7 separate regions of the Mus musculus genome follow, and regions 1, 2, 3, 4, 5 and 7 are each linked to region 6. A link is a contact called in public promoter capture Hi-C and targeted proximity ligation data. All regions are on one chromosome and are shown on one strand. The core of a region is the stretch at or near the end of the contact, and the rest is flanking DNA. Distances in the headings are between cores, read along the strand shown. Region 1 overlaps Gm32245 (a long non-coding RNA gene). Region 2 overlaps Nrxn2 (neurexin II). Region 3 has its middle 58 kb from the start of Gm32245. Region 4 overlaps Nrxn2 (neurexin II). Region 5 overlaps Nrxn2 (neurexin II). Region 6 holds the start of Kcnk4 (potassium channel, subfamily K, member 4). Region 7 holds the start of Slc22a12 (solute carrier family 22 (organic anion/cation transporter), member 12).

What was found. Promoter capture Hi-C pulls out the DNA fragments that hold promoters and counts their contacts.
Region 1: a contact with region 6 is called in a promoter capture Hi-C map of pre-B cells, with 3 times the contacts expected there. A contact is called at or near these places in 20 of 39 promoter capture datasets (the 3T3-L1 cell line, 3T3-L1-derived adipocytes, the C10 cell line and 12 more) and 8 of 130 datasets of targeted methods (bone marrow-derived macrophages, embryonic stem cells, large pre-B cells and 1 more).
Region 2: a targeted proximity ligation map of embryonic forebrain shows a contact between it and region 6, with 4 times the contacts expected there. A contact is called at or near these places in 16 of 39 promoter capture datasets (the C10 cell line, the HPC-7 cell line, Sertoli cells and 8 more), 16 of 130 datasets of targeted methods (the NIH/3T3 cell line, astrocytes, embryonic forebrain and 8 more) and 3 of 9 other capture datasets (adipose tissue, liver and macrophages).
Region 3: a contact with region 6 is called in a targeted proximity ligation map of pancreatic cancer cells. A contact is called at or near these places in 11 of 39 promoter capture datasets (the 3T3-L1 cell line, 3T3-L1-derived adipocytes, the C10 cell line and 6 more), 6 of 130 datasets of targeted methods (bone marrow-derived macrophages, embryonic stem cells, large pre-B cells and 2 more) and 1 of 9 other capture datasets (pancreatic islet).
Region 4: a targeted proximity ligation map of forebrain shows a contact between it and region 6, with 9 times the contacts expected there. A contact is called at or near these places in 26 of 39 promoter capture datasets (the 3T3-L1 cell line, 3T3-L1-derived adipocytes, the C10 cell line and 14 more), 38 of 484 Hi-C or Micro-C datasets (the AML12 cell line, the CH12 cell line, the G1E-ER4 cell line and 16 more), 34 of 130 datasets of targeted methods (the 230-238 cell line, the NIH/3T3 cell line, SST interneurons and 19 more) and 3 of 9 other capture datasets (adipose tissue, embryonic stem cells and macrophages).
Region 5: a contact with region 6 is called in a targeted proximity ligation map of forebrain, with 5 times the contacts expected there. A contact is called at or near these places in 10 of 39 promoter capture datasets (the 3T3-L1 cell line, the C10 cell line, Sertoli cells and 5 more), 11 of 130 datasets of targeted methods (craniofacial prominence, embryonic forebrain, embryonic hindbrain and 5 more) and 1 of 9 other capture datasets (adipose tissue).
Region 7: a promoter capture Hi-C map of embryonic stem cells shows a contact between it and region 6, with 2.4 times the contacts expected there. A contact is called at or near these places in 11 of 39 promoter capture datasets (the C10 cell line, cranial neural crest, embryonic stem cells and 4 more), 11 of 130 datasets of targeted methods (bone marrow-derived macrophages, craniofacial prominence, embryonic forebrain and 7 more) and 1 of 9 other capture datasets (embryonic stem cells).

What each region holds. Positions count from the first base shown.
Region 1 is chr19:6,569,317-6,572,266 of GRCm38.p6, reverse strand. It overlaps Gm32245 (a long non-coding RNA gene), which reads right to left. Exons shown (of 3, transcript XR_879496.3): 2 at 267-903. Among named protein-coding and RNA genes, the nearest start is that of Gm32245, 3.7 kb to the right of the region's middle.
Region 2 is chr19:6,444,722-6,448,131 of GRCm38.p6, reverse strand. All of the region lies in intron 3 of Nrxn2 (neurexin II), which reads right to left. Among named protein-coding and RNA genes, the nearest start is that of Gm14965, 28 kb to the right of the region's middle.
Region 3 is chr19:6,623,787-6,627,190 of GRCm38.p6, reverse strand. No RefSeq gene overlaps it. Among named protein-coding and RNA genes, the nearest start is that of Gm32245, 58 kb to the right of the region's middle.
Region 4 is chr19:6,500,780-6,504,000 of GRCm38.p6, reverse strand. The region is part of intron 17 of Nrxn2 (neurexin II); the gene reads right to left. Among named protein-coding and RNA genes, the nearest start is that of Gm52381, 5.1 kb to the right of the region's middle.
Region 5 is chr19:6,518,237-6,521,364 of GRCm38.p6, reverse strand. Nrxn2 (neurexin II) reads right to left here. Exons shown (of 23, transcript NM_001205234.2): 22 at 2,038-2,116. Among named protein-coding and RNA genes, the nearest start is that of Gm52381, 23 kb to the right of the region's middle.
Region 6 is chr19:6,933,087-6,936,103 of GRCm38.p6, reverse strand. Kcnk4 (potassium channel, subfamily K, member 4) reads left to right here and starts at 1,589. Exons shown (of 7, transcript NM_008431.3): 1 at 1,589-1,756.
Region 7 is chr19:6,541,642-6,544,655 of GRCm38.p6, reverse strand. Slc22a12 (solute carrier family 22 (organic anion/cation transporter), member 12) reads left to right here and starts at 1,586. Exons shown (of 10, transcript NM_009203.3): 1 at 1,586-2,305. The coding sequence starts at 1,904.

The DNA of each region.
Region 1 (2,950 bases), core at 152-2,651, 360 kb after region 6:
CCACAGCCCGCGGGAGGGCTGTTACCATGACAATCATGGGTCGTACTTACAGCACAGGCCAGATGGCCTTGGCTGGCCTGGCCTTTGCCCTGCAGGACAGGTGAGACCTCAGCTGACTATGTCCACCCCCTTCTTGGCCACCTGCCTGCTGTCCTGGTCAGTGCAGAATAAGGCCTCTTTTCATGGGAGACCTGTTGGGGTCTCTTTATCTCACCATCTAGCTGGCCACACCCCACTGGGAACCACAGGAAGGCAGTGACACTCACCATTTGTGAATGTTCCATCCAGAAGCCTGTGATCCCTGCCAAGTGGGGACCTGAAGTGGAAACTTGTCAGTTGCGTCAGATGGTGTTTTGCAGGGGCAGACTCGTGAAGGAATGTTCTTCTGAAGTGGACACAGGTGAAAGGATGTTCTGCTAATAAGGCAAGCATGTGAAAGGACACGTGATGAAGGATTGTTCACTAATGACACCTTACAGTGCATAGTTGAGCTGCATCTGTCAGGACCCCATAGAGAGAAATGTACCAAAAACCTTCTGATGGTGTGCTGAGGCTTCTTGCTTCCAAGGTTCAATTGGCAGAGTGACATCAGCTAAGACAGACTCGTGTTGCTGAGGCAAGATCCATGGAAGACATGTGATGTTTGGAGGGAGTATAAATAGGGCTCAGCAGACTGTGAGAGGGCTTGCTTGTAGAGGTAGCTGTACGACGCTTCTTGGTCTTGTGTCTTCGCTGATCTTCACTTCACTGAGAGACACAGCCAAGAACTTTTCCTGGAGTCCTGTTGGTACCTCCTGCTGACTCGAGCTGAGGCTGAGGCCTGGCTGTCTCTGCTAGGTCATGTCACCGCTGCTGATTCATGTTTGCTATCCTGAACTCTATTGAATTGGACTGCTGGTGTACCTGTGAAGTGTTCATGAGTGGATCAAGCTGCTGCCGCCTGCTAACCTGTAAACTGAACTGCCAATTTCCAGACAACACAGGAGTTGCTCCAGAGAATCTTTCTAAGCAGGTCCACTCCCCCTGTATCCTTTCTTTCCTACTACCTCTGGTGGGTGGTGGGAGGTCAAAGTGTTTAAGAACCGTCATTAGAAGTAGGCTTTGAAAAAATTAAAGTTACAGGGACCACACAGCATTGACTTGAGAGGGGGCATTACCAACACTTAAAACCAGGAGTTAAAAACAGAAACAAGCAATACTTTCATCTTTTATCGGAAAATGAGAAGGTTCTGGGTCCTACCACCTTCTCCATCACATCATCTCTACCATCCCCCCACCATCATCACCATGTTCCCCCTTATAATTCCCAACCTTCCCATCATCCCCACCATCACCACCACCGTTGCCATGCCCACCATTCCCACCATCAGCACCATCACTAGTATCCTCACTATCACTGCCCATCACAATATCTCTGTTACCACCTGTCTCGCCTCGGATCACAGCCAGTGTGTCTCCCACGTGCCTCATAGAACCCTTGATGTCTCCAGGGAAATGAGTCTGTTACTTGAGGCTAGCTATTTTAAGAAAACATGTGGCAGATATTCTGCAGAGGACAGAAGACACAGAACTCTGTGAAGACACCAGGAGAGCTATCAGAAACAGGCCAGCTAGCAGGGCCCAAGGTGAAGAGGACCAAACAAGCCCTTGGAGAACAGTAAGGGGCCAGCCTAGCCAGGGTGGGCATGCCATGGTGCCAGCCATCAGGGTGGAGAAGGAAGGTTAGGGCTTTGTGTAGCAAGCGACTCGTGGCTGCTCCTCATCCAGTTGGGAAGCCAGGCCTTGCTCTACCCATGAGGTGACAAGTGCTGACTGTCTCCTTACAAGCCATTTCACAGATGGGAAAAGTAAGTCCCAGGGGCGCGAGTAGTTGCTGGAGGGAAACTGAGCTTGAACTTTGGCCAAACAGCTTCCTGTTCCCCTTCCATCACCCACCATGCCCTGCACAGAGAGGCCCTGCCTTAGAGAAGCTTTGGCGATTAGCACATGCCCCTGTAAGCACGCTGAGTTGGCAGTGACATCCAACGGAACCTCTGAAGAATGAAGCTCCGGCTTGCCTGGAACCTGGTCTTCATTAACACCAAAGCTGGGGCTGGGAGGGTGGCGCAGTGGGTAGAGCTCCTGTCTATCATGCAGAAAACCCTGGGTTCAATCCCCAGCACCACAGAAAACAGGATACAGTAGGCTAGCCTGGGCTACATGAGCTCATCTCAGAAACCAAAAGCCGAAAAAGCCCCAAGATCTAAGAAGGAAAATCATTTGTTTTGCACTATAGTTAACCACCTATAGGTTATAATCACAAATAATACATCTCTGAACAAAAAGAATGAGATCAAATACTTTTTTTGCAATCTTTCATTTTTAGGGTTTTTCCCCCTCCCTCTTCTTGATAAATTAGAAGGAAGCCAACATCCAGAGCCCACCCCCACCCCCACCACCAACCTCTTCAAGGCTTCCTGGCTCTCCCAGGGACCACAGAGTATCTTTTGTTATTCAAATCAGAAGCTTTGAAGTTCTAACCCTGCCATTACCCACAACTCTCTGTTGTTCTCTCCGAAGGTTCCAGATCCTTTCCAGTCCTCCTCAGTCAGTGTTCACACACGTCTGAAACACGGGAGGATGTCACACGGGGCTTTGCCTCTGCAGCCCTGGCCCGGGCTGGGTCTACCTGGCAAAGCCATCAGTGCCTTTTTGATGGGGGTAGGGACTGACTTTTAGAATGGTGTGGAATAACTTTCTCTTGTGGTCAATGTTAAATCCAAGCACCGTGGAGTTGGGGGATGTGGCCACACTGTCCTTGATAGGGACTGAGTCAGGGAGCCTGGGAGGTCCTCCAGGCCCCTGTGGGTCTGCCCTGGGATGCTGTCCCCAGCTGGGAGACATGCTTTCAGAAGCAGAGGCATAAAACCTTTTGAGGTCCCTCTGCTGTGGACAAGCCTGACTGTGGGAG
Region 2 (3,410 bases), core at 667-3,166, 490 kb after region 6:
CAATTTAAAACCCTGTTAACTTGTGACAGACATCGGGGGAGAGCCCCCAGCCCAGCAGCTGAGGGAAGGGGCCCGATGCAGAAACAGAGGGTAGAGGGAGGGGAAGGGGTGTCAGAGGGTGGGCGAGAGGTGTGAGCCAGAGGAGGCGGGCAGGTGGGCGTTGCTGCAGGGGAGGGGAGAGAATTTTTTGGTTTCTTATTTTTTTTTCTTCTTGCCGGAAAAAAAAAAGAGAAAAGGAAAAGGAAAGGGAAGCAGCATGGCGCGGGGCGGCGCGAAGCGGCCTTTCCCTTTTCCTTTTTCCTTTTTTCTTTTTTTCTTTTCTTTTTTTTTTTTCTTCCAGGAGGTGGAGAAAAAAAAAAAAAACGGTCAACGAGAAAAAAACAATTCGGATGGAGGAGAAAATAAAACACAACACAAAAATCAGAGCCACCTGGAGAGAGAGAGAGTGTCCCGTTAGAGTGGGATTGAGTGGGCAAGGGGACGCCAGCCATCACATGCACACACACACACACACACACACACACATGCACACACACACACATGTACACACACATGCATACACATGTGCACGCGCACACACACCAGGGGTCTGCATAACCTTGCGGGAAAGTGGGTAGTATAGAAACCTGGGCCTTAAAGGAAACCTCCAGACTGGGACTTAGAAAAGCCTCCTCTACAGCCCTAACTCTTCCAGCTGCCCATTCCAGCCACGCATGGAGAGAGCAGGTTCCAAAAGAAAACCTGCTTGTTTCTGAGAACTAGGGAAGCTGGAAGAAGGCATCTGCACCTATGGAAACCCTGGATCAAAAGATGCTGTGATTCTTTCAGAATCTGGGAATCTAGAAACTGTGCCTTCGGACAGCCAAGACCCCTGGGCAAGAGGCCAAGCACTCTGAAAGATCCAAACCCTTCCTGCCTAAATGACGCTACGGGTCCCCTTTCCCTGGCCAGGCCCTTGCTGAGGACAATTTAGCCCAGTGAGCAAGCCCTGGCAACCCTAACCTTCTTCAACCTGAGTCATTCCAGAATGAGCCACACCAGGCCTCCAGGCCCCAGAGAGACTGACAGCACCAGACCAGCGACAGAACTGATTCTCCTGGATCCCTGAGATGACCAACTAGCCCTACCCAACCCCTGCTCCCTGCCCAACCCCAGCCCTACCTCCCTGCTGTGGAGTCTGGCAAAGAGGGCTGGGGAGGAACAGTCTGCTGTCAGTAAATCATCCCAGCTCCTGTGGCATGAGATGCTAGACCTTGAGCCGGAAACTGAAGCCAGTGTGGAGATCAAAGAGCTGCAAGTATCTCTGGGGCACAGAGAGGACCAGGGTAGCCAGTGCCCAGGAGCCGAGGAGGCTGGGAAGGGCTTGGGCCCTGGGGAAAACAGAGCCATGTGGCTCCCGGCAGCTTCCTCTCCATCTCCATTGGTGTCTTCTTCCTTTATCTCACCTCTAGGTCGGAGGCTAGCTTGAGGGAGGAGGCCACAGTAACTGGGGCAGCATCAGGACAACACAGTTCTCAGGACACAGGATTTATTCAAAGCACTGGGAGGGTCTCCAGCTTTTTGGCTGTCTTTATACTCCTTGCTTCAAATAGTTCCTACCCTGCCACTCACGCTTAGACTACAAAATTCCAGCACCCCACTTCTAAACCTCAGGCCCCAAACCCTCCTCCCACTCTGCCTGTCAGCAGCAGCCTTGCCCTGAGGCCTTACTCTTAGAAATCCAGGCTTCTGTTGCCCTCAGTCCAGTGTTCGAGGGCCCATGGATTCAGTTTTTTGTCCTCTGCCCCCACCAGCACCTACAGCCCCTTAGGCCTGACTCCTGCTGGAGGAAGCCACACAGCTACCCTCAAGACCCTTCCGCTGCCCAGCTCTCTGCCAGCCTCATTAGCATGCGGCACTCTCCCTCTGTCACCAAGGCAACCAGCTGCTCAGCTCCCTCAGGCGTGACAGCACCAGCCATCTTGGTGAGGGGAGACCCGTTCCCTTCCTGTCTACTCCTGGCTCATCCTCAGATGACCGGATGACAGAGGCATCCCTCCCTACAACCTGTCTCCTCTCCCATCCCAATTATAGCTTGCTCTTTGTACCCTGGCCCCAGTACCCCTGGGGTGCTCTCTCCCCCATGACTACCTGTGGCATCCTGCCCCTCCTTCCACTCCTCCTACAGGCTGGCAGTGACGAACGTCAATGCCAAAGGCCCTCCCTTGGGTATTCTGTTTGGCTAATCTGGGTCTCCTCTCCTTGCTCGGAAGAGATTAAGGAAAGAATGGAGGCGCTCAGGGCACTGCATGGCAGGATACCTGGGTTCCTAGAGGAAGCCAACCCTTAGGCCTAGCATCCCAGCATGAAGGGACAGAGAAGGGGAGGCACAGAGAACCTCCAAGAGATCTGAAGAGGGACCTCAGGGAGGTCCAGCTGAGCCTGTGTCCTCACTTGCAGTCTCACCCCTGACTTGCACCCAGATCCCAGGACAACAGCCATGGAAAGAAAAAGATGGCAAAATTAAGAGACACAGACAGACATGCACAAGGACACACAGAAGGACCACATTCCTACCTGTGTACACACACACACCATATACACCCTGCACTATTGCTGATATTCAGGCCCACATCCATACCAGCAGGTTACCAGGACACCTCACACAGAGCTCATTCCCTGGTCTCCAAAGCTGACCTTCCCTTGATCTTCTCATGCCTTTCTCTCCTCTCCCTGCTCCAAGTTCCTTCTCTGCAGCCTCTGCCCTTCCCTCTCAGCCAGGCCTTCCCTGCTAAGCTCCTCTCCTTTCTCTCCTTTCTCTCCTTTCTCTCCTCTCCTCCCCCTCTCTCTCCCTCTCCCTCCCTCCCTCTCCCTCTCTCCCCCCTCTCTCCCCCCAGCTCTTTTTAATCCCACCACTTGCTCCTCTCCCTGTCTCTGTGCCCCCTCCTCCTCCCAAGCCTCTCCTCTCCCTTGTCTTTACTCTCTCCCTCCATCCATCTCTCCCTTTATTCCAGAGGAGACATCTAGAGCAAGTTAAAGTCACTAAATCTTATCTCCAGCCCTCAGAAGGCTGTGTCCACCCAGATGTGCAGGCTCTCTCCTTCTCTCTCCTTCTCTCTCACATGCATACTGGGTAAACAGTGACACACAGAGATGCAAACACACAAAGCTCTGGTGGTTCCTCCAGAGACACATGGACACACGCCACTCCATGGACAAAATAATAAGCTGGTGCCCAGCACGCCCACACAGACAGCCAAGCCAAGAGAAGATGTGCACACACAAACACAGATGCAGACACAGACACTAGGTCACCCGAGGAGACCCGAAGAGAAGAAACAGACGAGGTAAGCTGAGGATACCACAAGGAAAACGGGTTCCACTTATACCCAGACCTGTAGCCCTCACTGCCTGTCCTTCCCAGGACTCAC
Region 3 (3,404 bases), core at 656-3,155, 310 kb after region 6:
ATTGATGAACCAGCCTGCCTCCATCTTAGGCTTGAAAGCCATCTTACAATAAAGACAAATTAGTCTCATTCCTGTTTATGACTAAATCTATTCCTCAAGGGTTGGGGTATACTCCACCAGTAAGCTTAGCTACAAATAACAGTACTGTACAAAAGTTCTGTATTGTCTCTCCAGGGGAATGGCAAGCAAGCCTTTGTTTCAAAAGGGTATTATGACTACCTTGCTAGTACCATTTAGTTATGACCACCTCGCAACCAGGTCTTTATTCCAAGAGGTTGTTATATGCCAGCCTTTAGGGAGAGACAGCCCCTATACATGAATTTTAAAAGCTGGATTTAATTAATTGCTTGCTTTAATAGATTTGGCCACGATTTGGGTGGGTGGTCTTTCTCCTCACATCTGTGGGATTAACAGTGAGAGTTAACATTGATTGACAGGACACTAGATCACCTAGGAGATGCGACTCGGGGTAAGGCTGTGAGGAATTTTCTAGATTAAGTTAATGGAGTGGGAGAATTCACCCTAACTGTGGGCAGGACCATTACACAGGCTGGACCCCAAACTACAAGAAAGAGAGTCAGCCAAGCACCAGCATTTGTCTCTCTCTGCTCCTGACTGCAGATGTGATGGGACAGGCTGCCTCGCTTTCTCTGCTATGGTGAACTAGAGTCAATACCCTTCCTCCCCTCAGCCCTTCCTCCCCTCATCCATTCTTCCCTTCCTCCCTTCCCCTTCCCCTTCCCCTTTCCTCCTCTCAGCCCTTCCTCCCCTCACCCCTTTCTCCTCTCCCCTCCCCTCAGCCCTTCCTCCCCTCACCCCTTTCTCCTCTCCCCTCCCCTCAGCCCTTCCTCCCCTCAGCCCTTCCTCCTCTCCCCTCCCCTCAGCCTTTCCTCCCCTCAGCCCTTCCTCCTCTCCCCTCCCCTCAGCCCTTCCTCCCCTCAGCCCTTCCTCCTCTCCCCTCCCCTCAGCCCTTCCTCCCCTCACCCCTTTCTCCTCTCCCCTCCCCTCAGCCCTTCCTCCCCTCACCCCTTTCTCCTCTCCCCTCCCCTCAGCCCTTCCTCCCCTCAGCCCTTCCTCCTCTCCCCTCCCCTCAGCCTTTCCTCCCCTCAGCCCTTCCTCCTCTCCCCTCCCCTCAGCCCTTCCTCCCCTCACCCCTTCCTCCTCTCCCCTCCCCTCAGCCTTTCCTCCCCTCAGCCCTTCCTCCTCTCCCCTCCCCTCAGCCCTTCCTCCCCTCACCCCTTCCTCCTCTCCCCTCCCCTCAGCCCTTCCTCCTCTTGCCCACTCCTGTCAGACATTGGTTCACAGCAATGAGAAGGCTAACACAGGCTATACATACTTCGTCTCTACTCTTGTTCTGCCCACATTCCTCTGGCTCCCAGAGTTCCCCAGGCTCCATCCTGCCCTAGGACCTTGGACCCTCTCTTGGGAACATTCCACCTCTTGTCCCCAGTCGCCTCAGGCATCACTTCCTGTGGGTGACTCCAACCTCCCTGACACATTGAAGCTTGTATCTCATCTGCCTTGTGCTTCTCCTGGAGACAGTGGCCAGAGGTCTCCATCAACATATGTGATTATGCGGGGTTTGTCCCCAGGCCCCAACTTTGTTGCTTTGGGGTCTGGTAGAGAATGGAGCTCCATGTGGCATCTGACCCTGTCTTCCTATCAGAGCATACATTCCCACCCTTGGTCTAGCCTGGCCTCAGCCTCTCCACCCTCAGGAGACCCAGCTGCTCCAGTGCTCCCACACCCACTCCCTCCCTCCTTCTCTGTCTCTGGTGCCCCCCCCACCCCCCTCAGCGCAGAAATCATGTGACCCAGAGCCGACTGCCAGCCTCTATCCCTCTGTCTTTCCACACATGGGGTGGGAGTGGGGGGGACGACGACAGCTGAGGTCAGTCCCCTCAGAGCAAGTGTGTGTGTACATGCATCTGTCTGTCTATCTGTCTGCCAGTCTGATTGACTTTGCCAGAGTAGGAAGGAACAGCATTTATTATCTGGGTCTGAACTTCTCAGAGTAAAGAACAAATATAAAAACCTCTGCCTGGCTCTTCTGGGTCACCCCGACCTGAAGACTCCTGCAAGCCTTTGGGTCATTTTCTGTTTGTGGATTGTTCTTTTTTATCAGGGTTTTATCTAATATATTCTGAAATTTTAATAATTCTAGAACTATTCCAGGTAATGTAAAAGAGTCAACTTAACACAGCCATTACTCACCATTACTCACCCAGTAAAGTCGATGCCTTTTGACATTCAGGTTTGTGTTTGAGACAGAAATGACAGGACATGGAATGGACAGGTGAGCCATTTACATGAACAGGTAAATCTCAGCATTAGCTCACCCGCAAGACTGTGCAGCCATCGCCACCACCCAGGAACTCCATCTTCCCAGAGGAACTGTTCCAGTGAAACAGCACCGCTGCCCTTCTCTCTAGTCCCTAGAAAATGCCTTTCTTCCCTCCCTCCCTCCCTCCCTCCCTCCCTCCCTCCCTCCCTCCCTCCCTCCCTCCCTCTCTCCTTCCCTTTCTCTCTGCCCTTTCTTCTCCCCTCTCTCCTTCCCTCCCTCCCTTTCTCCCTCCCTTTCCCTCTGCCCTTTCATTTCTCTTCAGCAATTATTTCGTTATTCTCTGACAACTTTATACATCTGTAATGCACTTTGCTGCACTCCCCATTCCCCTCTCGCCTCTCCCACTCCTGCTGAGCCCTTCACACCAAGCTCAGGCATTTTGTTTTGTGGTTCAGTGACTCACTGAACTTAACAGAGGCTGCTGCCATGGGGTGGGCACAGGCATAGGTCACTTAGTAGCCACAGCACTGAAGAAGGTGACTCCTGCCTCCTACTTGTGGTGACAAGCATGAACCATCATTTTCTGTAGGCTCTGGGGTTTGAACTCAGGTCCTTGTGCTCATTTTACCCACTTTAGCACTTTACCTACTGAGCTGACTCCCAGCCCCTTGGCTTCTGCTTTTTAATGAACTGTTTTTCTTTAATTTTTCTATTGTTATTTTATTTTATGTGTATGTGTCTTTTGCATTCATGTATGGTTGTGCATCGTATGCATTCAGTATCCATGGAAGCCAGAAAAAGATTTCAGATCCCTTGGAACCGGAGTTACACTTGTGAGACACCGTTTGATGCTGAGAATTGACCCCGGTTATCTGGAAGAGCAAGTATTTGTAACAGATGGGCCATCTCCCCCAGACTCCTCTCTCCAGGGTCTCTCTGTGCAGCCCAGGCTGGCCTCAAACTCCCAGATCCACGTGCCTCTGCCTCCTGAGGTCTTGGATTAAAGTCATGTGCTACCATGCCTGATAATTAAGAAAATATTTTCAGCATGAGAAAAGTAATAGCAATTATAACCAATCTGACCTCTAAATGTTGCTGTCATAGCACTCATAGAGATGGC
Region 4 (3,221 bases), core at 596-3,095, 430 kb after region 6:
TGGTCACCCAGTTTCCGGGAAGGGAGCCTTGCTGGGAGTCCTGAAGGACTAGACTCTTGGGCCTGCAGAAAGGGAAGGGGAGAGACTCATCCTGCATTCTTTAGGACATAACCAGAGCAGATGAGATGCATAAAGTGCCTGATTAAATGATCAGCTACTAACGACTCTTCTCAAGGCACTTCTTGAGATGGGGAAAGGAGTTCAAGGGAGGACCTAGCCAGGGAGAAAGGGATGCAGATGGAGACTGGGCATGGAAGCCTGCAGCAAGCCAGTAGGGAACACAGTGGAGAACTCTGGTCTAGGGGAAGCAGGGACCCGGGGTCTCTCACCCAGTGGGCCCCTAGTAGTCTGGGCAGTCTGGTGGAAAGAGGGATCCATCAAGGAACTCTAGGTCCCCAGGAGAGGGAGGGGACTTCTGAGTGCTTTGAGAGGCTGGGAAGGGAAGGGGGGCTTCAGTCTGGCATCAGAACTGGTGAGACTAGAGCAAGAGAAGGCACTGGTCCCCTGCTCTTCCCTGAGCTTCTTCCTTGTCTCCTACCCTCCTGACAGAGTAAGAATGGGGAGGGACCTCAGGGGCAGGGCAGACATGGAGAAACCACGTGGATGTCTAAAATTGTCATCTTTTTGCAGCCTGTAGTTTGGAAAGCACCCCAGCAGACGGGGGGGAGAGCAGCTTTGGCCCTGCAGGCTCAGGTGTGCCTTCTACCTTAGACCCTAGAGGTACAGTGAGGAAGGCTGGGCCTTCGGGTCCCAGTGAGAGGTACACAGAGAGCATCACCTCCATACTCACTGCAGGCTACCTGACTGCCTAGTAAGGGCTGGGCCTGGAGAGCAGAGCCAAGTGGCTATGCCTCAGCCAGTACAGTCTCTCAGCTCCCAACACTGCAGCACTCCAGAAAATCGGCTGTTTCCATGACAACCATAATACCCAGGGTCCTCCCTCTCCCTTTCACTCACAAGCTGCACGTTGAATTTGGGAGATTGGGTTTGGGGAGCAGAGATGTTGACCTTCCTCTACACACTCCCTGACCCCCGGGTTCCAGGGCCTCCCCGGGAGAGGGCTATTTCATCAGGCTGTTTGGTCCTTTAACACCAGGGAAGGAAACTCCATCTACATGGAGTCTGGTCCCAAATCTGCCAGGTCTAAAAAGGAGGCCCTTCCTGCCGGCTTTCCTGCTGGAAGCCATCAGCACGCTCATCACCATGGACAGCGCCATTCCTGCTTCTATAGCACCGGAACAGCAGCAAGCCAGGTGCCGGGTTAGACAGGAAAGCCGGAGAGATCTGAGATGTGTGCCAACAACCCAAGTCCCAGCCCTTACAAGGAGACCCAGCTCCAAGTGACGCACACCTAGACCCCACACCCACGCGCGGGTCGCGAGGCACCCAACTGCACACAAAGCCCCAGACCGGAGAGGCAGACCCCGCCACAGGAGTCGAGGCAGCCAGGGAAACATGGCGGTAAACGCACAAAGACAGGCCTCCGCGGGCGGCCAAGGGCAGGGGCCGGCGAGGTACAAATGGGCGCCCGCGCCCCAGCCCTCCCGCTTCCCAGCCCCGGCCTCCCCCAGGATTTATGATCCAGCTGTTCTCACACTGCAGCCAGTTTACTGTGCTGGGCGGACCTGTTAAAGCCGAAGGGCATTTATTATACTGTGGGGGGGAACCAGGGTGGAGAGACACTTCTTGGGCAGAAGAGGGAAAGGATGAATGGTTTATTGGGCTGGGGCTGCAGTAATTACCCCAGGGAGACATTTCTCTCCCCAGCACCACTGCTCCCGCACGGGCGGGGACAGAGGGCTTGGTTTACGAGGAGGTCGGGTGCTGGAGGCGGAGCTTCTGCCAAGCCCCGCCCCTCCGGCCACGCTCCGGAGGCGCTTCCCACAGCTCTGCCAGGCAAGCAAACTCTCTAGCCCTCCCAGAAGAAGGCATGCCAGCCTTGGTGCCCAGGATAACACTCCACATCTGTAACTTGACAGCATCCAGAAAGGTTTTGAGAAGCAAAGGGGACTAAAGCAGGCTCCAGTGTTGCCCAAGACTGGTATAGACCAATTGTTCTTTTCCACACTGGTAAATTGGGAGCTGACTATGCATAGCATGCTGGCCAGACCCACACCGCTGGAAGCCCATGGCAAGAGTTTCTAATCAGACATAAGATGTCACCTTCTGCACACATTCAACAGTCACCTCAATGCTTCCTAGACCCAGAAATTCACAGAGCCATAAAACACTAGATATGATCATATAGTCAACACATGCATGCACACACACACACATCCCTACATTCTAGAAAGAAAACAACTAACCATCAACAATGTTTCAGGAACCCAGACTCACAGCATTTACTCCATTTAAAAACTGCCCGTGCAGTCATGCCCCGGGGGCTCAAAGCACACATGCGGCTCTGTGTGCCAGTGCCCCAGGAACATCAGAAGCCAGCACAGAAGCTTTCTGGGAGATCTAGAGCGGTCAAGGGATAAGGCCTCTGCATTATCCAGAAAAGCCCGGGTCTTAGGTGCTTTCTGTTATCAACAAATCTTCCCAGGAGAACACCACAGCCAGGGGGTGGGGCTTCTGCACAGGCCCTGACAGCTAAACTCTCTCTTCATCTACATACCTCAGCTCTTAGCTTCATCCTGGCCATACACCATTCAGTCAGGAATCTAAGTTATATACTCATCCACAGAACCAAACTACATGATAGCCCTCTTCTGCTGGAAGCTGCTGAACTGAGTGGGAGTTGGTCTGCCTTCGTGGGCTCTCGGGAGGACTAGAAAAGAGCTCATCAAAGATTCAGAGACCAGTACTGGGATGAAGGGGTCCATGACCAGAAAGACCAGAAAGGTGTCATCTCCTCTGTCCATTTTAGGTCCCAGGTGTGTTGGTCACCCCATACCCTACAGTGACATCAGGTACAGAAATGTCAGGTGGGAAGGGACATTATGTAATGGGAGGGCTTGGGGGATGGGAGGGAGAGTGGGAAAGCTGTGAGCAGGGAAGAAGGCAAGGAGACTCAGTAGAGAAGCAGAGAAGCAGGTGTCCATGCAGAGAGAGAGAGAGAGAGAGAGAGAGAGAGAGAGAGAGAGAGAGAGAGAGAAAGAGAAAGTGCACTGCCCTCACACTAGGGAGCCTTGGAGCAGGAGGAAAGCTGGCTGGCCTCCAGCCCAGGGAGGCGTCCCAGGGGAGGCCAGTTCTCTCATCTCCCCATAGCTGAGGTGAGC
Region 5 (3,128 bases), core at 430-2,929, 410 kb after region 6:
ACCGGGTGATGTAGGTGAGCACTGAGCACTCCAAGGTCCACTCCGCCCTTCCTCCAGGGCTTATATTCAAAGCTGGGCCAGATCCCAGCCTCCCATCTTCCTCCACCTCTGTCTTCCCCTCACATGGGGGCTCTTTTTTTTACAGAAGAATTACACAATGCACAGTGATCTCTGAGAGCCCTGACCCAGGGGCAGCCTGAAATGGCTCAAGATACCAGAGAGCACACTGTAGGACAACCTCATGCTTCTAGATAGAGTCTTGGCTGGGACCCTCAATCCTCCCAGGATGGCCCTGGGACAGCCTGGGGTGTGTGTGTGTGTGTGTGTGTGTGTGTGTGTGTGTATGTGTGTGTGTAATATATATCTGTGTTGTGTGCTCAGAAATCTATCAGCATGGAGTTTGTGTCCCAGAATGAGAAGTGAGGCTGCACCCTTCCCCATGGCATAGTCCCAGCCCAGAGATCTCACAGGTCATTCCTTGCAGCCACTCAGAGTAAACCTTGCTGGAGGCTGTGTCAGCCTGTAGGTATTCCCAGACACTGCCTACAGCTTTGATGGATTAGGCAGTGTCAAGAGGTGCTGTGGGCAGACTCTAGCTCTCCCAAAGTCATAGTTGGGCTGCAGGATAAAGAGATGGAACGGTGGCTCCCAGCAGAGGAGCCTCCTGCAGAGGAGAGCATCTGTTCCCAGGGGCACAGGCCCTGAGCTGTGGACAGTGAGGTCTTTCCTACCTAGCAGCTGGTACCTCCCGTGAATGCTCTTTGGCCCAGGACCACAGAACAATCCCACTCAGCTCTCAACTACTGGGGAAGAAAGGGATGAAGGCAAGGGCCATCAGCCTCTGGCTATGGGGGCTTCCACTGCTGGTCTGTGACCAGGACCCCAAGGCTCCACCTATCTCCCTTCACTCTCTCTGTGGTAGCCCACTCTCAGCTTCAGTGTCTCCTATGGAGCTGCTAGGCCCTCCAGACCCCTGACCTCAGGTCGGGTTCACAGCCCCTCTCCATCCCTGCATGAACTTGCCCTGGCCTTGATGAAACCCACAGCTCAGGTGCCACCATGGCATGGTAATATAAGAAGCCTGTGGGAAGCCAAGCAAGAGATGTGGGCAGCCCCTCTGCTCCTATGTCATCCAGGCTGCAGCCAAGGCCTGTGTTCCCCTACTGGGAGCTCCCACCAGCCACATCCAGTCCTTTTACTGGTCCTGCTGTCAACCCCCAGTGACCACCTCCTTCTGTTCCTGTCAGCCACTGACAACCTGCTCAATGAGCAGCAACCACTAGGCCGCCCCAACCACTCTCATGCTCTCAGCCAGGCCTGCAAAGCTCACCCCCAACCTGCCCCAGTTGCTCTCTGTAGCTGGAGCCAAGGCTCCAGCTAGCATCATTAAGCAGAGTTCCTGTGTTGCCACCACTCAGGGGGCCCTTTCCACAGCTTCTGCAGCAGCTCTCAAGCTAGGCTCTCTCCTAGGGGACTGCACGTCTGGCCTAAGGGGCACCTCCACCTAGTGCACTGCCAGATATAGAGGTCTCATGTAGCAACTGCCCTGCTTGACCTGGAATCCTGGGGACCCCTTCAAGAATACCAGATGAGTCACTGAAGCTGAGTAGGAGTCCAAGGGAGTGCCAACAGAGACCTCTATGAGTGGCCAAGAGAGCGCCAGGCTTCAGGGCTGATGGGAGTTGTAGTTCTGGACCTGTGGCCTGATGGGAATTGTAGTTCCCCACCTCCCATTTCAGGACTCATGGGAGCTGCAGTTCTATAGCCGCATCTCCCTCTTTCCTCCCAGTTCCTCTTGGCTCTCCTCCCCTAGGAGCCCAAGCTAAAGACTTCACTATCTCCAAGGATGGGACACCAAAAGGTGCCTTGTCAGAGGGCATGTGAGGGACCTGGGGGTCTTCTAAATTACAAAGGGACTGCAGGAGAGAGTAAAGCCTGCAGGACACCCTGGGTTGGGGCCAGGTGGCAGAGAGTCGCCCCCCTCCCCAGCAGTCGGTTGCAGGGGCCCGGGGCAGGGGAGGGGGGAAAGGCACTCACCAGTACTAGGCTCACACTCCTCTAGGTCCTCATCATCACTTGGACACTCAGCCGAGGCCACCAGGAGGTCATCTGTGTTCTGGGGAGTGTGGGAGGATGGTAAGAGGAGTAAGGAAAGAGAGGGTTCCGGTGGGTGAACAGATTCCACAGCTGCTTCCCAAGGTATGTATGGAGCAGCACAGAAGACAGGGCCGAGGCCAAGCCCAACCCTCTCATCATTTTTGGGTGATTTGGCCTCTCAATTTCCCTTGATAAAGGATAATAAACAGAGCCAGCCCTGTGGCTCCCAAAGATCAGACAAGTGCTGAGCCCCTTACACGAGGGAGCCAGGAGATGGGATGCCAACCCTGGGCTTCGGAGGTGTTTCCCAGAGGTCCAGAGTGCCTGAGGCAGGGGCCAGGGGTATGGAGGAGGCTCAGACAGAGAGAGTGGACAGGATATGGAGGGTTTCCCATCTCCAGCTTCCCCACCTCATCACTTCTCAATCTTTCCCAACCCCCTTCCACAGAGAGAACCAGGCTCCGCACAATAATTAGGACTATGGTTGCCATGACAACAGGAGTCGACTTTGTCAGCATTTTCTCTACTGATTGCAAAGAAAGAGGATCCCTGAGATGAGTGAGCCTGAGGGGGAGGGGAAGTTCAGCAGGGTTAGGAAAGAGAGCCAAGGAGGGAGACCCAAAGCCCAAGGAGTAAGGGAGCGGGGAGACAACAGGCGAGGAGAGAGCCAGTGTGGAAGAGGCCAAGAAGCCATGGGGAGGAGGTTCCAACCCGCAGCTCCCTAAGTTCCTCTTCAACCCAACAGCCCTTGCCCAGGGCCAAAGTCATGGACTCCTCTTCCCTTCCACAGCCTTGACCCTCTCTCTCTTCCACCAAGCCCAGGATCTCTCAGGGGCCATCCACTCTCTTTACCAAGTGGCTGGCCTGCCTACCCTCTTCTACTAAGATTAGATGGGATTTGGAGGGCATAGGTAGTCAGCCTAGGCGAGCCTAGGCCTTACTCTTAGGGCTCCCCACTCCCTAGAGGAAAGCCCCTGGGCACCCAGACCACTCAGATTTCTGGGCACTGAGGATAGATAGAAAGGCTTATA
Region 6 (3,017 bases), core at 340-2,839:
AGTGTCAAGTTTATGGAAGATCTATAAAGGGTGTGCTTGTGTGGCACAGCCTCCATCTCCTTACCTGGGTATGGGTTAACCCTGATCCCCTGGCTACTTGCATGCTGAGTCAGCTCTTGGTACACAAATCCTACTGCTCCCAAAGGTTTAGTCACTGCCCTGAGTTCCGGACATCCTTGCAGATCTGCCCTGTGGCTCAGGATTGATTATTAGAGCCTGTGACTCCTGTCTATAAACCTGGTGATTCTAGCTCCTTTGAGATCTCAGCCTAGCAGTAAGTCTGCCTTGAAATTCTTTCTTTGGGACTCTCCTGGAGCCAGGTCTACAAGGTCTCCAGAGAGAACAGCAGAGGCTCAGACTTCAGCAGTAAGCTGGACAATCACTTTCGGATGGAAGCAGAATTGCTAACATTTTTAGGGCACTTAATTCTGTGTGCTAGGCTTTAAGCATTTATAAACGCTGACCTCAGCTGGGCAGTGGTGGTTCATGCCCTTAATTCAGCATTTGAGGGGCAGAGAAAGGTGGGTCTCTGTGAATTTGAGGTCAGCCTGAACTAGAGAGCAAGTTTCAGGACAGCTAAGGCTCCAAAAACAAACAAATAACAACGAAAAAAAGAGAAAGAACCAAAGTAAAAACCACTGACTTTGTATGTGTGCACAGGCATTGGTGGTTTGCCTACATGTATGTCTGTGTGAGGGTGTCCCAGACAGTAGTGGGTGCTGGGAACTGAACTCTGGTCTTCTGGAAGAAGAGCCAGTGCTCTTAAAGACGGAGCCATCTCTCCAGCCCCCAAATACTGACTTCCTAAATACTCAAAATCAGCACCCAGAGTTAAGTAATCACCCTTTTACTGTAAGTGGGAACTAGGGAGTTTGGTAACTCACCCTGACCCCCTATCATCTGGGTGGTCACTTAAACATACTGACAATTACCACAAAACCCAGTAATGGTAGGGCACACCTTTAATCCCAGCACTCTGGAGGCAAAGCAGGTGGATCTCTGAATTTGAGACCATCCTAGTCTACAAGACAGCCAGGAGTACACAGAGAAACCCTGTCTCAAAACAAAGCAAAACATCCCAACAACAAAAGTACTGACCACAATAGCATGGGATCTCTGAACGCTACAGGAGAGATTTTGTGGAAATCAGTAAAGAAATGTCTCGAGAAACCAAAAAAAAAAAAAAAAAAAAAAGGATATAAAGAAGAAGAAAGAAGGATAAAGACAGAAGAGGACCCGGCTTTAGCTGTTCAGAAAATGCTAGCACTCTTTCTGCTGGAATTGTCAGGCAGCAGATGGTTGGGGGGGGGGGGTGACCCCAGGGCCTGGAGGATCAGAGATGGGAATGCAGCCTGAGCAAGAGGTGCTCTATCAGTGACTTCCTAGAACTAGGACCCAACCCATTCAGCTGGTTAAATCCAGGTGGCCTCAAAGAGAGCTCCCCGTCTTCCACCCCCACATACCCTCTTCTCCCTGGGGGCCTCTCCCTCACAAGTGCTGAGCCCAAGGCCCAGACTATCCTCATGGGCGGAGAAACGAAGGCTCTTCCCAGTCCAGTAATAGACCTAGAAGATTCCAGGAGATGAGTGTGGCGGCTGTCCTGAGCCCCGGGCCAGCTGATGTCCAGGTTAGGGCAGCGTTGGGGCCCCAATCCCAGCCTGGAAGGTTGGACTTCACGTCGACCCTTCTCTGAGTCTTCTGCCACTCACTGGCCTGGACAAGACAGCATTGGGGAGCCCAGAGGCTGCAGGTGCAGGTAAGGGCTGGGTTCAAGGCGGTTGGTGGCGAGAGCCGGTGGCGAGGGTGCGGCACGTAGGGAGACGCAGCTCTGGTAGGGTTAAGCTCCCAAGGAGGGGGCTTTTGAGGGCGGGAGGAGGGGGGTCCTAGTCAGACGGCCGCCGGCGGCTCGGTCTCTGGGCTGCCGCCGGCACCTCCTTGGCTCAGCCCGCACACCCTCGAGGCGGCGCGGGAGACCTGGCCGCAGCCAAAGCCGCAGCCACAGAGTGGGCAGACAGTAAGTGCGGAGCAGGCGCGGGAATGTGGGCTGGATCTCAGGCCCTGGGAGCTGGGAGAAACCGGCAGGGCGGGACACTTCCCGCGCGTGGATGCCTTCCTCGAGTGGTGTGACCGTGCGTCCCGTCGCCGGTCACGCTCGGAGGCGTCGGCGTAAGGACGCGGGGGAGGTGGTGGGAGCAAGCGGCTGGCGTGCGGTGTCACACGGGTTCCGTGTGTGTATCTGTGTGTGTGTGTACGCGAGCGCGCGCATTCGTGCGCGTGGACCTCTAGGGTAGCTCGGCCCTGCGGGCACGCCCATGGTGGTTAGTTGTGCCAGGGTCTGCCGGAGCGTGGTGCAGTGCTATGCCTGCAGCCTGGGCAGCGCGCGGCTAGAGCTGCAGAATGGAATGTGGCTCAAAGATCTTTGTGGCACATGTAGCAGACTGTGTATATGTATGTGTGTGTGTGCCTGCCATCTCCCGCTGCCCCCTAAGTGACAGCTGTCCCGTGGGCTGCTGTATCCGTGCTGCCCTTCCCACCCTGTGCCTTGCTTCTTCTGGGAACTTTGTGCCCACTTTTCCTTTCCCTGGCTCTGGGCCTTGCCTATACCCTGCAGCCAGATCCGCCTTGGGGTTCCTCGAAAGCCCAGCGGGCGGGTGGGGACCCTGGAAGATCCCCGCCCGGTTGATCCCTGCTAGGCTGGAAGGCAGGAGGGGACAGATGCATCTGAGGAGGCTGCCACAGCCGCACTGAGAGAGCCAAGTATGGACCTGCTATTCCTGTCTCCAGTTCTGCAGGCTCCAGCCTCTTCCTATTTCCCCTGGAACTCCCTAGTCTTCCTTTGGTCTTCTCCAAGGCAGGCACCCTAATGCCTCACAAGTCCCCCATTTTCTCACTCACCCTGCCTGGCTTAGTGTTTTCTTCTTTATCCCACTCTCCTGATGGCTAGGCTCCGGAGGTAAGAGGGAGGCTGGAGGTGGGGGCCTAGGTGTTAGTACCTGGAACCAGAGGCTGTGTGGGGG
Region 7 (3,014 bases), core at 337-2,836, 390 kb after region 6:
TACTTCTACAGAGATCCACAAGCCCATTTCCTATTAACCCTTCTCTTCCTCTACCTCTGGTAGGTGGGCTAGAAGGGAGGTTGGTGTGTTAAAGAACATTAATCAAATTAGGTTTTGAAAAATCTAAGCCTACACTCCAGCGGCTGACACATGAGGCCAGTGCCTTCCAGTGACAGCTGCAGGGGTACACACACAATGGGACTGCAATCCCAGACTCCCCTTGGAGGACAGCCACCCACCCATCAGTAGCAACCTGGGACTTTACACAATTAAGAAAAAAGGTTCTGGACTGGAGACATGGCTCAGAAGCTGATCATGTCCTGCAGCCCTTCCAGAGGACAAGTGTTCAGCTTCCAGCACCCACATCCTATAGCTCACAGCTGCCTGTAACGCCAGCTCCAGCTCCAGGGAGTCAGATGCCCCTCTTCTGGCCTCTGTGGGCACTTGTACTCAAATACACAAGCCACACACACACACACACACACACACACACCAAATACTTTTATTTTAAAAGAACGTCTGTGTCAGGAATCGTACGGACATCTCTATCCCATCATCTGCCACCTGATCACAGCGTTTCCTCTTCTACTCTCAAAACTACCTTGAACCCAAACCAGTCAGTACCTCTGGTGCCCACAGACTCCTCCCGCCTCTACACAGCCCTCATTATCGGTTCTGTCCAGTCACTCCCATGGCTTCCTGGGGACACTTTCCCCTTTGTCAGGCTTTCCCCCTCCCAGGAGCCAGGAATCTTACAAATGGAAGTCGAACTGCTGGAGAGACGCCTCCTGGTCAAGCATTTGCTCTTCTTCTAGAGGGCCAGGGCCCTGGCGTTGAAGGCAGGATTTAGTGTAAGGCTTTGCAGTGTGGCAGTAGGTGAAAGGGGCGGCAGAAGGAGACAGGTCAGGGAGGCGACAGAGCAGAGCAGAGGCAAAGGGGGAAGTCCTCAGAATTAGTCGGCTTAGAGACACTAGAGGCTGAGTTGCCAGCCTGTGAACTGTGACTCCGTTCCAGGCAGAGGGCCATGTAATTACAGGCTAAAGAAGTGGGTCCTAAGACAAGGAGACCTGGGAAAGAGACAGAGGTCTCAATACTTTAGGATATTTGTCTTGAAGAGTACAGGGGCATATGCTAATGTCAAAAGGGCTTAATGAGGCTCAGTACAGGGAATCAATAAGGGAGTGCAGGAACAGTGGCAGCTTCAAAAGGCTAATGAGGCCTAGAGACTGAGTGACACACCATCCTCAAGCAGAGGACGCCATCACTCAAGCTAGGATCAGGCCAGCTCTGAGGTTGGGAGGACCAGGGCTCACCCTCTCTCTCCTGGGTTAGCTCACAGTACAGTCATGATGTCTCCTGGAAGGCAGGCAGGAGCACCGAAGGATGGCGGCCCCAACACACTTAGTGGCAGAGCCCGTGTCCAGATCTTGCCGCATCCTAACAGAAACCAGGGCCATGAAGATGGGGGCGGGGTGGTGGGAGAAACTGCCGCTTTCATCTGCAGTGGTGTTGTCCTGGTTAAACTTTGAAGAAATGATTACTAAACCCTCTTCTATTAAATGGCTCCTAGTCACACTTTAATTCTACCCAGAGTGACTTCTCTCTCCACCCTCCTTGCTTCTCAAATTTGGTTTTTCCTGAGAGCCAGACTCTGCTGTGTCGCTGAGAGGTTCCCATGGCCTCCAGATTACCACAGAGGGTTCCAGGTCTCATGGTGACAGCCAGCAGGCAGATACACAAGAGCCTTGACTGGCTGTGACTCAGCAACATGGCTGTGTGACATGCATATGAAGAGACTGGTGTGGTCAGAGCCAAGGGGAAAGCAGGCTCATCACAAAGACCCCATGGTCCTGGGCCAGCCTCTGTGAAGTGGAAGCTGCGTGGTGGTACCCAGGAGAAACCCATGGCCTTTCCTGAACTCCTGGACCGAGTGGGGGGGCTGGGCAGGTTCCAGCTCTTCCAGACGGTGGCTCTGGTGACCCCCATTTTGTGGGTCACCACCCAGAACATGCTGGAGAACTTCTCAGCCGCAGTTCCCCACCACCGCTGTTGGGTGCCTCTCCTGGACAATAGCACCTCCCAGGCGAGTATCCCTGGGGACCTTGGACCCGATGTTCTTCTGGCCGTCTCCATCCCACCTGGTCCTGACCAGCAACCCCACCAGTGCCTCCGCTTCCGACAACCTCAATGGCAGCTTACAGAGTCCAACGCCACGGCCACCAACTGGAGTGACGCTGCCACTGAGCCATGCGAGGATGGCTGGGTTTACGACCACAGCACCTTCAGGTCCACAATCGTGACCACGGTAACAGCACCTGGGAGGTCAAAGTCACAGTCACAGAAAGGATGCACCTCCCCAAGCCTCCTCACTTGGGAGCAGCCATGTAGGCTTGCAGGGGACTGGGCAGCGGGAGTCATCTGCAAGGTCATAGTTAGTGGTTCATGCCTATGACCCCATCTCTAAAGAGACAGGAGGATTCCTGAGTCTGAGGCCAACCTGGGCCACACAGTGAGGTATGTCCACACAGCCTGGCCTGGGGTACCATTCCTGTTTCTACATCACCCGATGGCTTTACCCATAGTTGAACCTCTGCCATGACTCCAGGCCACCTAGACACAGGATCCTGTCGTCTGTCTCTGGGCTGAGCACAGAGGACCTGAACAAACATTGGCCTCTTATAAGAGATGTTGGCAGGCTGGGGAGATAAATCCGCAAACTGTCTGTTGTTGAAGCATGAAGACTTGAGTTCAGCTCTCCAGCATTTGGGGGGAAAAGCCAGGCTCAGTGGTGGTGGGACTGTAATGCCAGCTCTGGAGAGGCAGAAACAAGGGAGCCCCTGGGGCTCAGCTCTAGCTGGCTAGCCAGCCTAGCCAGTGAGCCCCAGGGTCACTGAAGGACCTCTTCACAAAAACAGTGTAGACAGCTCCAGAGATTGAACTCTGACCCTCACAAGCACTACACCATGGAAAGGCATGCACGCACACACACTCTCTCTCTCGCACACACACACACA